Regions from separate parts of the Zea mays genome. Here region 1 is linked to region 2. The links are chromatin contacts, called in public Hi-C maps. All regions are on one chromosome and are shown on one strand. The core of a region is the stretch at or near the end of the contact, and the rest is flanking DNA. Distances in the headings are between cores, read along the strand shown. Region 1 overlaps LOC103643720 (protein DA1-related 1). Region 2 holds the start of LOC100280700.

Evidence for each region. Hi-C and Micro-C count contacts between places; a contact is called where the count stands out from the background.
Region 1: a Hi-C map of leaf shows a contact between it and region 2, with 10 times the contacts expected there. The contact joins the enhancer-like site here to the promoter of LOC100280700 in region 2. A contact is called at or near these places in 2 of 25 Hi-C or Micro-C datasets (ear and leaf).

Annotation. Positions count from the first base shown.
Region 1 is chr1:260,216,396-260,223,442 of Zm-B73-REFERENCE-NAM-5.0, forward strand. It overlaps LOC103643720 (protein DA1-related 1), which reads right to left. Exons shown (of 15, transcript XM_008666890.4): 6 at 6,799-6,852; 7 at 6,288-6,450; 8 at 4,732-4,852; 9 at 4,572-4,655; 10 at 4,344-4,463; 11 at 3,863-4,075; 12 at 3,735-3,794; 13 at 3,514-3,629; 14 at 3,324-3,382; 15 at 2,578-3,211. The coding sequence ends at 2,886. Among protein-coding and RNA genes, the nearest start is that of LOC103643720, 12 kb to the right of the region's middle. Within about 2 kb of position 1,751, at least 4 of the 20 cell types and tissues checked have an H3K27ac peak or open chromatin away from gene starts, as enhancers often do. A contact at or near this core is called in leaf, where this site is marked.
Region 2 is chr1:259,957,145-259,963,506 of Zm-B73-REFERENCE-NAM-5.0, forward strand. LOC100280700 reads left to right here and starts at 3,308. Exons shown (of 4, transcript NM_001153619.2): 1 at 3,308-3,545; 2 at 4,012-4,901; 3 at 5,003-5,131; 4 at 5,797-6,362. The coding sequence starts at 4,114. The coding sequence ends at 5,944.

The sequences.
Region 1 (7,047 bases), core at 501-3,000, 260 kb after region 2:
ATTCGTTTGATTTTTTTGTGTCACGTTTGATCGGCTCGTCCTATAAAAAAAATCTGCGAAAAATGAAAAATCCAAAGCTATATTTAAAGTATATTATCTGCTAAATAATATCACAACAAAAATTAACAATAGTTATGAAATTGAAACGGACGGAGTATAATAGGATCTCATCAGGATATAGTTGGTATGAACGTAATGAGCCTCACACAAAAGAATTCTAAACACTACTTTATCTAGAACTAGCTACTAGTTGCATTTGGTCGTAGATATCGATTGCTAATCTAAAAGAGCAGCATGCATAGTCAACAAATATTGCCTCGTGTAGTTGGCACATGCCACCGGCTCAAAAATTGCGGTCTAGTTCATGACACTTGTTGTGAGTCTTTGAGCTGGTACCTACCCATCGACTGGGACACAATCCTACCACGGAGGCACCGATTGCGATTTTCGTCGTCGTAGCCTGAAAGCAAACAGCGTGACGATGTGAAACGTCCATGAGATGGACCACGGCATGCAATGCAAGGCGGTTTAGGCAGTGATGCGGCAACCTGTTCTATATATAACTCCATCGGTTTCAATCAAAATGAGTTAGACGTTTGGTTTTATTTTAACTTAAAATAAACTTCTATAATTAGATTACTTTTTTTACAGAAAACACACACCGTCAAACATCAAACTGGTTTGCTTACATTTTTTCACAATTGAATATGTCTTGGTAGTTGATAGTACATTTATATAAATCTTCATATCTGTTTTTTAAAACAAATCCTAACCAAAGTTAGACAATTTTAGCTCAGCATAAAACTGGAGGTGTTTGGTTTCTAAGGACTCATTTTTAGTCTCTCTATTTTAATACATTTTAGTCCATAAATTGCCAAACACAAGAACTAAAACATAGATTATCTCTATTTTTAGTTCCTTTATTTGACAATTTATGAACTACAAGGAATTAAAATAGAGGAAACAAAAATTAGTCCCTAGAAATCAAACACTCTCTAAACCTTTTACATTTATGTCTCAGCAGAAAAGTTTATTACCGCTTTTGCCTCACATGGTTTTCAAACAATTGTTTGCACTCTAAACTACTTTGGAACAATTTCCCAGATTCCATGAGCTGTTTATAATCACTTTGTTTATGCGAATGTCTAAATTTGGCCACACAAAGAAATACTCTAAAATAAACAGCTTAACAAAATCCCATGTGGTGCCTCTTCGTTTTTTGTAATCATCATATATATTTTGCACTCTGTTGTATTATACGAAGAGTCTAAATTAAGGTATCCTCTTTTGTACAAATCTCCTATTGTTAAATTTCATGAACACTAACATTAGCATAGAATGCACTTCATCTGTCAAAAAATATAGTTCTTTCTAATCCTTTTTTCTAGCCATATTCAAATTAATGATAATAAATATAAACATACATATAAACTATCTTCATAAATTATTAAATGAATCTATATTTAGTGTAAAACGAATTATATTTTAGGACTAAAAAACCAACAATTTACAATTTAGGTGTTGGGCTACAGTAGGCCATGTCGTGGCCCTTTTTGGGACTGCAGCCACATATGCAAGTAATATAAAATGTTAGCCCAACCGACAGCAGTAAAGATTGCATACACATAGGGTTTTTCACCCGTGGAGGAAATGAGAGGAAAGATTGCCACAAGGGTTATCCACGTGTGTGAATGACCCAAGATTTTAGTCATTTACTGGGCCTTCCATCCAAACAAAAGCCTAACGGGCTTTTTCATCCCTCGGCTTATTTATACTACTCTATAAAAAATCTAATTAGGTCGTCTTGTGCTACCATGGCTTTACTCTCCGTACTGATACTATGGACCCGCTCCATACGCCCCCGCCTCGACGTCGTACCCTGTGGGCCTCATATCCGGCGTCCAGTGCAAAAAAAGAGCAAGCACTCGAACTCACGTCCCCTATTTCAAATTTTTGGGGCTAGCCAACAGACCACATATAACTTAATATTTAAAAATAAATAATAATTATATTTAAATAAATATCTTAATATTTATTTATATGATATATAACAATCGCAGCAAAATACAGACAACTGACTAGTTATTATATAAGCCTAAGAGTTGAAGTTACTGCTTTTGGAACTTTTCGGAAAAGCTGCTGCTAGGGTTTTAATTCTAAGAAGCCACTGATGTTATGAGCTTTCTAAAATCAGAAAGCTATAAAAAAACTCATAAAATTAGGCTTCTTAGCTTCCTATATAAACTCAGTTTTTATCTTCTAGTTTTCCGAAAGCTCAAAAGGCTAGCTGTTTATTTTAGCTTCAGACTTTTAGCACCGAGAAGCTAGCGAAAAGCTTAAACAAACAAGACCCGGCTCCTGATGACTTTATTAATGCATCTGTTTTGAATACCTGTTTTGAATACCCTGCTAATTGTAAGAAAGGACTGTTCAGCTTAGGATTTGTTTCTGAGGGATGACCCCCTCAGATACAAATATACTAAGTTGTACAGTTCTTTTTTACAATTAGTAGTAAACGAACAGGGTATTCGAGAATTGGCTTGGAATCTACTACGATACAAAGGAACGCAATAAAGAAGAGCATAGCATCCAACCATTGCATTTCAAGCACAGCAAAGCATATGTATTCGAAATTTCTTTTGCATCAAGTGACAGCATTCCACAAGGTTGGCCAAGCTAAAGACCACATACCTTCATGTCTGCACTGTGAAATTTTATAATTGAAAAGGGAAACAGTTTTTTTTCCTGCAATGGACAGTATAGCTAAATCCTTATGCCTCTTCTCGACACAGAAGTTCGGCTTTTCGTATGTATAACCTGAACCAAAAGTTCTCCAAAAAAAATATGTATACCCATATCCAAGCCGAGGTAAAAAAAAACCAGCTTCAGCATGGAAAAGACCCCGTCATCTTGATATGATCAAGGGTGCTTCTCAAGCCGTACCGCTCAATGGCTCGCATGCCTGCTCGAAACCCATCTCCATAAGCGACAGAAGAATCTGTTTCAATTTGGTACTTGAAGAACTCCCCGAGTCTTTTTTCAAATTCCGTCTTTGCGCCCTTTTTCGATGATGAAGATGTTGAAGATGACGATGACGCATCTGAGGTGGTTGACATGCTACCAGAACCTGATGTGATTTCTGACTCAAGCCAAAGATGAGCTAGAACCTGACAGATGCCTTCTTCAACCTCTGGACTCAGGGTTCGGTATCCTACCCAAAAAAAGTATTAAGATAGTAAATACTGCTGTTGTGCAAACATAGAATGGTATCGAAGAATGAAGAGGATGCTGCAAACGTAGATAAACAGGCACAACCAGAATACCTTTAAGTCGGAGGTAAGCATGCATCATCTCATGAGCCAGAATCGAGCCAGTTAGCAGCCTGCATGCAGTTAAATAAATTAAAATTAGAACATGAATGCATTCTCATGGATTGGCAGTAGAATCAACGTTCATCAAAGGGAAACTACATCAATTGTAATTAGTTTGTTAAATAATGAGAGAGAAAATCACCTTGGCAGCCCGTACAGTATAAGAATTGCAGTCACTTCACACCGTCTAATGAGTTTGTATGGTCCTGTGACCATATCTATGATTCTGTTGCCTGGTCCAATTGGTCCTTTCAATATCTAGACAATACCATTATGTTATTTATGTTTAATCGTAATTGGCTTTGAAGCTCACAAATTCAGTAGACCAATTAAGCAAAACAAGGAAATGTTTTAAGATCATACAGTTCTGACAATCTGCTCCTCAGATAGGCAGAGGCCTCTTGTTTCAGGAAGGTGGTGCACCTAATCGACGAGAGTACATTAGATATATGTTATATATACCACATAATAAAGGAAAGGGTGTCACTTACAGATTTCTCTGCTTCCATGGCTTCATTTAAAGCTTGTCGCTCAACCAAAAGCAAGGGAACTTGTTGCTCTACTTTCATGTTCATACCCTCATAAAATTCTTGAATATCAATGTACAGTGGCTGGCATTCATTGGTCTCCATAATAGCAGTATGCAGACACTCCAAGCAGAGTCTCCGGCCATCATCTAATGTTATGTATTGACTGTCCTTTGGCTAGGGTTGACAACAAAACAATAAAAGAAGGAAATGTCATTGGAAAGCCAAAATCAGGAAGATGTGTGCTATAGGCGGCACAAGATAATACAATTCATCAAATTCGCAGGTAAATTTCTGAAATGAGACACACAAATGCAGCTGCTGGAGTATTTGAAATAGCATTTGGGATCCACATTTTATTTTTTATGAATCCATCAATAATATATATATATATATATATATATATATATATATATATATTATTGTATGTAAACATAACACTAACCTCCATTCGTTCACAACTGCAGCACCTAGGTGTACCATCATTTTCATGGGAAGGACAATACTTCTGCATCCAAAAAGGATGGGCCCGGTATTCAATGAGGCCATTTTTATCTGTGGGAATCTGGTTACCAAAATTCCATCAGAAATAAGAATAACCAAATGGATAATCAAGATTATTTACTACTAAATTTTCAAGCTCATCTATCAAATCAAAGTGAAGAGTGCTTACAAAGCTACTGCAAACATCACATTTAGGATGGAAACGCTCCTTGTAGCAGGGCCTGTGGTAGGCATGGTTTTCATGAACAGCAAACTTACAAAGAGAAAGGCTGGTGTTAATTATCTTGTGAAGCTGAAGAATGTTAGGTCAGGAATGTTCAATTGTATACCTCATACTCTGATATTGGTCTATCACAAGCATAACACCTGAAGCACTCGGGATGCCAAACAGAGTCCATACAACTGAGAAACCGACCGCGGCCAATTGGACTTCTGCATCCAGCACAAACCCTACAGAAGGCAGTGGTGCAACCAGATACACAAAAATTATAGACCAGAAAAAGCTTAATCAGAGAGAATGAGAGAAAATCAGATGATAAAATTCTCCGTCACACTAGAACAAGGCTCAGATAATCAGACAAATTGATCCATGTTGCATATCCAGTGAAGTAATACTATAGTATTAGATGTAGACAATCTGAGCCATATTATACTTCTGTATCTAGCCTTCTTTGAATACTAGCTCATTCTATAATATATATCAGCGAAAGGGCATCTAGCTGAGTTGGTTAGGTGGTTTGAGTTGCACTCCTCAGGTCTTGTGTTCGACTTCCCGTGGGAGCGAATTTCAGGCCGTGGTTAAAAAAATCCACTCGTCTGTCCCACGCCAAAAGCACAGGTCTAAGGCCCGGCCCCGGTCGCGGTCGTTCTCACATGGCTACAGTGCCGCTGTGTATGGGTGGGGCAGGGATTCGGGGGTTTTCTCGACCTGTGTGAGAAAGTCTTCTTCTTAATACAATGCCCGAGAGGCTGTCTTACCCCCCACAAGTTGAGTTTTTTATAATATATATCACACTTGGGTAGCCTTTGGAATATATGAGTTTGCAGTCGTATCCTGTTTCCAGAACAAATGGTGCTTCTAGAAACTCAAAGTGTAGCCGTAGAACCCAAACTCAGTTGTTGTTTTTTGTTGTGTGTAAGAAACCAAAAAGCTAATGCTATGGATCCAAGTCTTAACACGTCTGATTATCAGAAGTATCTTTGTTGGGGATTTGACCTCGCACAAACAGTCCCCGATGGTTCGGTACTTCGGTCAGAACTAATAGTAGCTTTGTTAATGCTTGTTTTTAGAAGTATCTTTGTCTGGAGAAATGAAGGGAGAAAGCTAAGACAGTCAGACCATTTCGCTTGAGTGCGAAGACAGAGAGTGCACAACGTCACCCAGTTCACTTCGCTGCAGTTCGGAAGATGTAGTCACTTGTTCGCTTCTAGGTGAAGTCAAAGCGGATGGAAGCAGTGTGACTTATCTTCAAAACGTGAAGCCTCGTCGCTGATGCTCCCTACCCGAAGGTCACTTGTGACATATAAAACACCGAATCAAAGATGTAATGACTACTATGCCCTTGAGTATAAGAAGGGTTGTAAATGGTAGCTTAGGGGTATTCTAGACTTTCTATTAAGAACAGCGAAGGCAGCATCCCCAATAAGTACCTCATAACATGTGTTCAATAATTACTTAATTGAACTCAGTTTGTGTCCCGATGATTGTGTGAGTGGTCTTACTCAACAATCTTCGAAAATGCCACTCACCCCAAGTCCCCTATAAATGCTTATTAGTACTTTTGAAAGGTAGATAACAAAAAAATTTGTAATAATTCGATTGTAGTATTTGCAAGGTGGCAGAAGCAATTAGTGAAGCAACATAATGCATCATTACGAGAAATACCTCAAGCCACTTGTGCGGAAAATATTTGAGGGCAAGATGCTTGCTGGAGTACTTTCTGAGTTAACATCTTCAACTGGAATGTGCTGACGAGGAGGTCCATCATTCATACTTTCTTGCAGAGCCCGTGCAAGCTGTTCGTCTTCAGCTAGGTTATGACCAATATCTGGTTCATTATTATAAGACAAAGCATTAAAGTTCATGGTTCTGACTAGCAGTACTCATTTGTTAGACAAGAACTGTTATTTACAATTCTTTGGTAAGTATTAAAGAATCAAATTTAATATTACAGGAACACCCTGTCTAATAAAGTTGTGCTATGTTTGGCCCTGAACTTGAGAACTCCATATTTAGTCCCTGAATTTGCATATGCGGTCAAGGCATGCATAAGCATTATTTAGTTGGCAATAAGAGATGAAATGAAATTTTGGTTGCTTATTTGACTTTGCAGTCATAACGTGAAATTAATGAACAATTATCTGAATGAATATTCGAAGAGGACCATCATTCATACTTTCTTGCAGAGCCTGTGCAATCTGTTCATCTTCATCTAAATGATGCCCGGTATCTGGTTAATAATTAAAATAAAAAAATGACAAAGCATTAGAATTCATAGTTCTAACTAACCATGCTTATATGAATATGCTTTTCCTCAAACACCTTATATGCATAAACTAATATTTCAATCTAAAACCAGTTGTTTTGGTATTTCTACTAATTACTAGTGTCGTAGCAAAGACACCAGGGTACTAAGAATACCAGA
Region 2 (6,362 bases), core at 2,058-4,557:
CGAGTAAAATACAATGGTCATTGAATTTGGCCTACCGTGTCACTTGGGCCCTGAACTCGGAAAACAAATAAAATGGCTCCTCTAGTTTAGTCAGCCTAATTGGTTTTACTCAAATTATATGCTGATGTGGCAATGCTATGTTGGAGCATACTAATTAAAGTCCGAGGACCGAAGTGATATACTATGCCAAGTTTAAAGACCTAAGTGACACATCATATCAAGTTTGGGGTCTTAAGCAACTCTAATATGGCATGTCACGTCGATATCCTATTTGAGCAAACTTGATTTTAGACTTTTTTGTATGGGGTAACTAAGTTAGATGACTCGTTTTACTGATTTTCTGAGTTTAGAGACCAAATGACACATCGTGCTAAGTTCGAGGATCGTTTATGCATTTTACTCAAAATAGATTAAAGATTTATCTCACAACACTAATCTAATGATACTAATTATATACAATAAATATTATTATTATTTATATATTTGATTAAAGCTAAAAATGATATAAGTGAGAATGACAACCATTTTGGTATGGAGGGAGTAGACGTGTTGTTGGGCTAATGCCATTCTTAGTGGGGTTCCATAAGCATTAAATAGGCTAGCATTTTTTGATGATGTGACAGTGTATTAATGACGAGAGAGATGAAAGTAGTTATATGGGTATGAAATCATGTGTATACTGTTTCTAAGATGTTTGTGTCTTGCATGTGACCTAGGAAAACAACAAACATGAAACTATGCATTATGTGAGACTATTTCATCATAGTTTCAAATATTCTTACATGATGTGTTAATCGTGTCCATGAAACTCTCACTGAGAACGGCCTAAGGAGAGTGGGTCCGTCTTACTAAGTACGGCGTAAGATTGCCTACAACGAATCTCGCAAGCCCCCTCCCCTATTATTGTGCATCGTATAGGGGCTACAATTGCCCTCTAAAGCACACAACGTCGCCCCTCCTACTCTATCCAACGAGAATCGTCTCTCTCACCCAAGATGTACCAGCTCTGACGTTGTCCACGCGAGAGCTCGTGTCGTCGCTCGGAAGGTTTCGTTGGGGCCTGCGCTTTCGGAGACGAACGCAACTCACCGGCCTTTGTCGTGACTCGACAGTGGAGCCCCTCCGGCATGCGCAGCGACGACGAGCCACCGAGTCAGGCTCCTAGGAGAGTTACTCGTTCATGAAGCAACAAGTCGCAGGATCTCCATCGTCGACCACCGCCGCCGGTAGAAGAAGAACGTTGCCCCGACTCCGATACAACCACCCGCAAACTATGCCTTCGCCGCTACCGAGGTCGTCGCGCTCGCTGAGCCCATCTCTTGGCTGTCCAGCGCGCCATCGGCTACACATGGATGGAGAGAGATTGCGTGGACTAGTAGTTGAGAAGAAATGGTATTATTTGTTTCAGGTGGGGCATGAAGGATAAATATAGAGGAAAGCGCTGCAGAGAGAGGTGATATAGTGATATAGGTGAGATAGATTGCTGACGTGGCTAGATAGTGTGATATAGGGAGTGAAATATAGAGGGGGCTATTGAAGACAGTCTTAGGACCTGCTTGATTGAACTTGTAGATGTTTGTCAGCTCGAAAACAAGAAGCCCAAATAAATAGCTAGTTTTTTTTTGTTTGTTTAGATGTTGAAAAAATAAATAAAAAACTAAGTCCATATGGGAAATTGCTGTAGCTTTCTGAGTTTAGAAAGCGAATAGAATCACCAAAAATGTTATAATTAGTCTCGTAGGAGCATAAATCCAAGCAATTTTTTGGAGAAGTCTAAAAGCAACTATAGGCTTGTTCGATTTATTCTCATCACATGTGGATCGAAGTGGATTGAAATGTATTTTGACCTGTTATGGATTTAATCCCACACAATACATATGGATTAACTACAAAATGAACAAGTCCATACCTCCAACAAACAGACTGAGATGGTTCAACTGTTGGTTTCCACTAGAGCCCGGCTCTATTGAGATGGTTATTGATAGCCAGTTTGAAGAGATTTGGTAACCTTGCATCTAGAAATCTCGAATCTGATGATGTTACCGCCCATATTTCCCTTCAGCTGGCATTTCATCGAGCACTTCATTGGCATGAAGAAACAACTCCATTGTCATTTCCCTCCGTGAGAAGTAGGGAGGGAAATGCGTGTGAGTCTGATTCCACTCAAACGGTCACACCCACCCATCTTCTCCTGGTCGCAGGACCAGATGCATGTCCTTTTCTTTTGACCTTTCAGCGACTCCCATGGATGGATGCAATGCAACTGCAACCACGTCAGGAACATGTGATTCCAGGGGCCCTACGCCTCACGTCACGTGTCCACGATGACTCGTTAATATGCGGACTAAAATCAATCAGCGTCTCCAAATCATGCATCTTATCAGATCACAGGGTTCTCCATCATCTTCTATATAATATTATTATTAATAATAATAATAATAATAATAATAATAATAATAATAATAATAATAATAATAATAAAATAATAATAAAAATAATAATAAATAACAATAACTGTATCATCACGACGATGCCGTGCAACGAATGAATGCATCTCCGCACGTTACAGGTTCATCAGAATTTCCTCCCGACAAGCATTCCAGCCATAATTGTATACCAAGAGAGTTCATACACACACGCGCGCACACAAATAGTGATGCGAAGCTGTACTACGAGTTTATTCATTCCAAAGGAAAAAAAAAGAGAGAGCATCTGTGTTAGGTAAGCTTCAATCTCTTCGTAGTATCAAAATGCAAAGATGCCATGTCCAAACTTGTCACCTATTAAAATATGCAACTTCCTCTCTCTTTGCGCCTATGGGCAGAAGGGTAAGGAAAAAGAAAAGAAAAGAAAAGAAAAGAAAAGAAAGCAAGTCCCAAAGTTTAGTTTACTACCGGTCCACCACCCGTAAATAAACTACTCCATACAAACATCTGCGTCCAGTGGGGCAGTGTTTTTCCATGTGAGAGCGTAGCAACAGTCAACACCAGCCCACTTTCACACTGACTCGTGCCTTTGACATTTCTGACCCCCCCACCAGGTCACCAAGTCATCGACCCAACTGGTCCCCACCAGCCAAAACCCATCCCCAGCCGTGCGTCGCCTCCCAGATCCATCACTGACGGCCAGGATCGGATCAACGGTCACGCCTTTTCTAATCTAATTTCTAACCCGGCCCCGCAATAAAACTACTCCCGAGGGCGCGGGGCTTTTTCAAAGCGGGGAGGGGAGGGACGAGACGAGGGACCCGGCTGCTATTTTTTATTTATACGAACCGGCGTCCGTCCTCGGCCGCGAAAACGAAATGCGAATTTATTTGTTTATCACCTTTTGTTTTTGGGGTTTTCTTCCCCCCTCCCCCCTCCCCTCCTCTCTTCGTTCACTCCTCTGCGTCCGGTCTTCTTCGTCCCCTCCGTCGCCTTCACACCTGCTTGCCATTTGCGATTTCACCGTCCCGTCCCGTGGCGCAACGACCGCCGCCTTCCGGCCACCCGGTCGCGGCTCCCCCGGATTCGCGCCCACCGCGCCTCCGGATCGTCTCGGAGGTGAGCTCGCGGCTCGGGCGATTGCCCCCCGTTTTTTTTGAGTGGGTACGGATTTTCGTGGCGGTTTGGTGCTTGCCGCCTTTGTCTGGCCGCGAGTTCCTGGCGTGCGAATCTTTGGATTATTATTTAGGGCGCGTTCCGTCCGTGCGGTGGGGGTTCTCCTCGCGTCCGTTTTGATGCGTCCGCACGCAAGAGATCGTCGCCCCGGATCGTTTACTTGCCGCGGCCGGCGACCGTCGGTCTCGGCGTCCGCGCCCGCCGCTTCTGGGATTTCTTGCGGAGACGGCTCCCCCTCCCGTCGTCCCCCGTGATCCGCTCCGCTCAAGACACGAGCTGGCTAGCTCTACTAATAGGCTTTCTCCGATGCCTGTTGCGTGCGTGGTGTACTGGTGTTGCGATAAAAGAGCTGAGCTTCTGAGCCTTACGTAGGATCTGAGTGATTCTTTTTTTTTTACCTGCTGTCCAGATCTGCCGCTGAGGGAGTTGCATATAATCTGAGCTGGTGCTCCTCAAGTGTTCGGAAGAGGTCCCTGTTTTATTCGTTTTTGTTGGTGCGATTGCGAGTGTAATGGAGGAAGTGGAGGAAGCGAACAGGGAAGCCGTGGAGAGCTGCCACAGGGTGCTCGCCTTGCTCTCCCAGCCGCATGACCCCGCGCAGGCCAGGAGCATAGCTCTGGGCACGGACGAAGCATGTGCCAGGTTCAGGAAGGTGGTCTCTCTACTGAGCAATGGAGGAGCGGGGCTAGGAGAAGCCGGGCCGTCATGCGGAAGCGCAAGCGCAAGCCGTCCTAGAGCTAAGCTTGTTAGCAGAAGACAGAATCCAGGGTTCTTGACCCAGAAAGGCTTCCTGGACAGCAACACCCCGGTCGTGGTGTTGAACAGCGCCCATCCTTCTACTACCTCCGCGCAGGTGTACCCTAGAACTGGAGCTCTCGTCGATGCACAGAGCGTGCACCCCCTCGGAGTCGGAGGACCTCCCAAGCTGGTCCAGCCCTTGTCCGCGCACTTTCAGTTCGGCAGTGTGCCGGCTCGGTATCAGTTCCCGAATCAGCAGCAGCAGAAGTTGCACGCCGAGATGTTCAAGAGAAGCAACAGCGGGGTTAACCTGAAGTTCGAGAGCGCCAGTGGCACTGCTGGGACGATGTCGTCGGCGAGGTCCTTCTTGTCGTCTCTGAGCATGGACGGTAGCGTGGCTAGCCTGGACGCCAAGTCATCGTCGTTCCATTTGATCGGTGGACCTGCGATGAGCGATCCGCTGAACGCGCAGCAGCCCCCGAGGAGGCGGTGCACGGGCCGTGGGGAGGATGGGACCGGCAAGTGCGCTGTTACAGGGAGGTGCCACTGTTCGAAGAGAAGGTAGGTACATCTGCTACCCCTGTGCTTATTATTGTTACTATTTTTTAAAAAAAAATTCAAGATTTTTAATACGATCGCTGTTCCTTTTTTTTTTATTTCAGTAGGAAGTTGCGGGTGAAGAGGTCGATTAAGGTTCCTGCCATTAGTAACAAGATTGCCGATATACCTCCGGATGAATACTCGTGGAGGAAGTATGGGCAGAAGCCAATTAAGGGTTCCCCTCATCCTAGGTATGTACTCAATTATGACTAGTCTTTCTTGGATGCATGCCTTTTATTAAACATTGCTTTAAAATACCTGTGATGATCCCACAATTGATGCCAACAATATCAACTCATCAGTTTGGTCAGCGAAGACATCATCATTAGCAATGTGGTACAAGTTCCATGACATACTCAAGTGCCATAACGAACCGATGATAATCAGAACACGCTTTATCTGAGTGAATATTTTCTCATATTCTATCTACATTTGTTTTGTGTCTCGAGGTGCTTCGTTATCGAAGAGGCTATGACTGACATTAAACTATTGTTCCATGTATCCTCTTGTTCTTTCTCTCCGGTGCACTTTATGGAAATTGGTCAATCATGGTGCTTAAAGTGGGCAAAGTTTTTAATTGAACCAAGGTTATCCTGTGATGATTCATTATCTCCATAGTCCCATAACCATGTCAATTCTCTAGCTTTGATATCTTGATAGAAAGTCGCATACCGGTAGCGACCACATGAATATAGTTGTGTTCCTGTGGATGAGACACATCTTTGGCTCCTTTTAGCCAACCGTTGATATGGAAACACCTGGTGCATTTCTGTTCTTGATTCATAGCTACCATGGTGCTGTCTAGATGTTGGCATAAGACAGACAAATTCTCATTGCTTTCTTTAACAAAACGCAGGGGTTACTACAAATGCAGTAGCGTGAGGGGCTGCCCAGCCAGGAAGCATGTGGAACGGTGCGTAGATGATTCGGCGATGCTCATCGTGACATATGAGGGCGAGCACAACCACACCAGAATGCCAACAACTCAGTCAGCACAGGTGTAAAGAACTCATCATCATCGCCGCACCTCCTTCCGCAAGTGCCACCAGCACGGGGTCAGGTCAACAATGATTTGTGCGGAGACATTTTCAGCTGTCGTTGAGATGTTTGGCCCTGCTGCTACTATCCACATGATTTGTAGCGAGAATGGAGTGGGTGGTGAGCACAAGATTTTCTTCTCTCTTATGGAGGTTATCACAATGATGACGAGGAAGAACAAGCCATTAGATAGATAGGACAGCTGAGCTGTTGGTCGGGATTAGTGTGAAGAGGTGGAAAGGAAAGATAAAAGTTGGCGGGAATGGGACAGTTGTGTAAACTTAGTAGAATGGGGAAGTAGAGATAGTGCTGTTCTTCTTGGACTAATCTGATTCCATTCCTCACTCACCTGTATCAAGATAGCGTCAAAACTGAAAAGAAGTG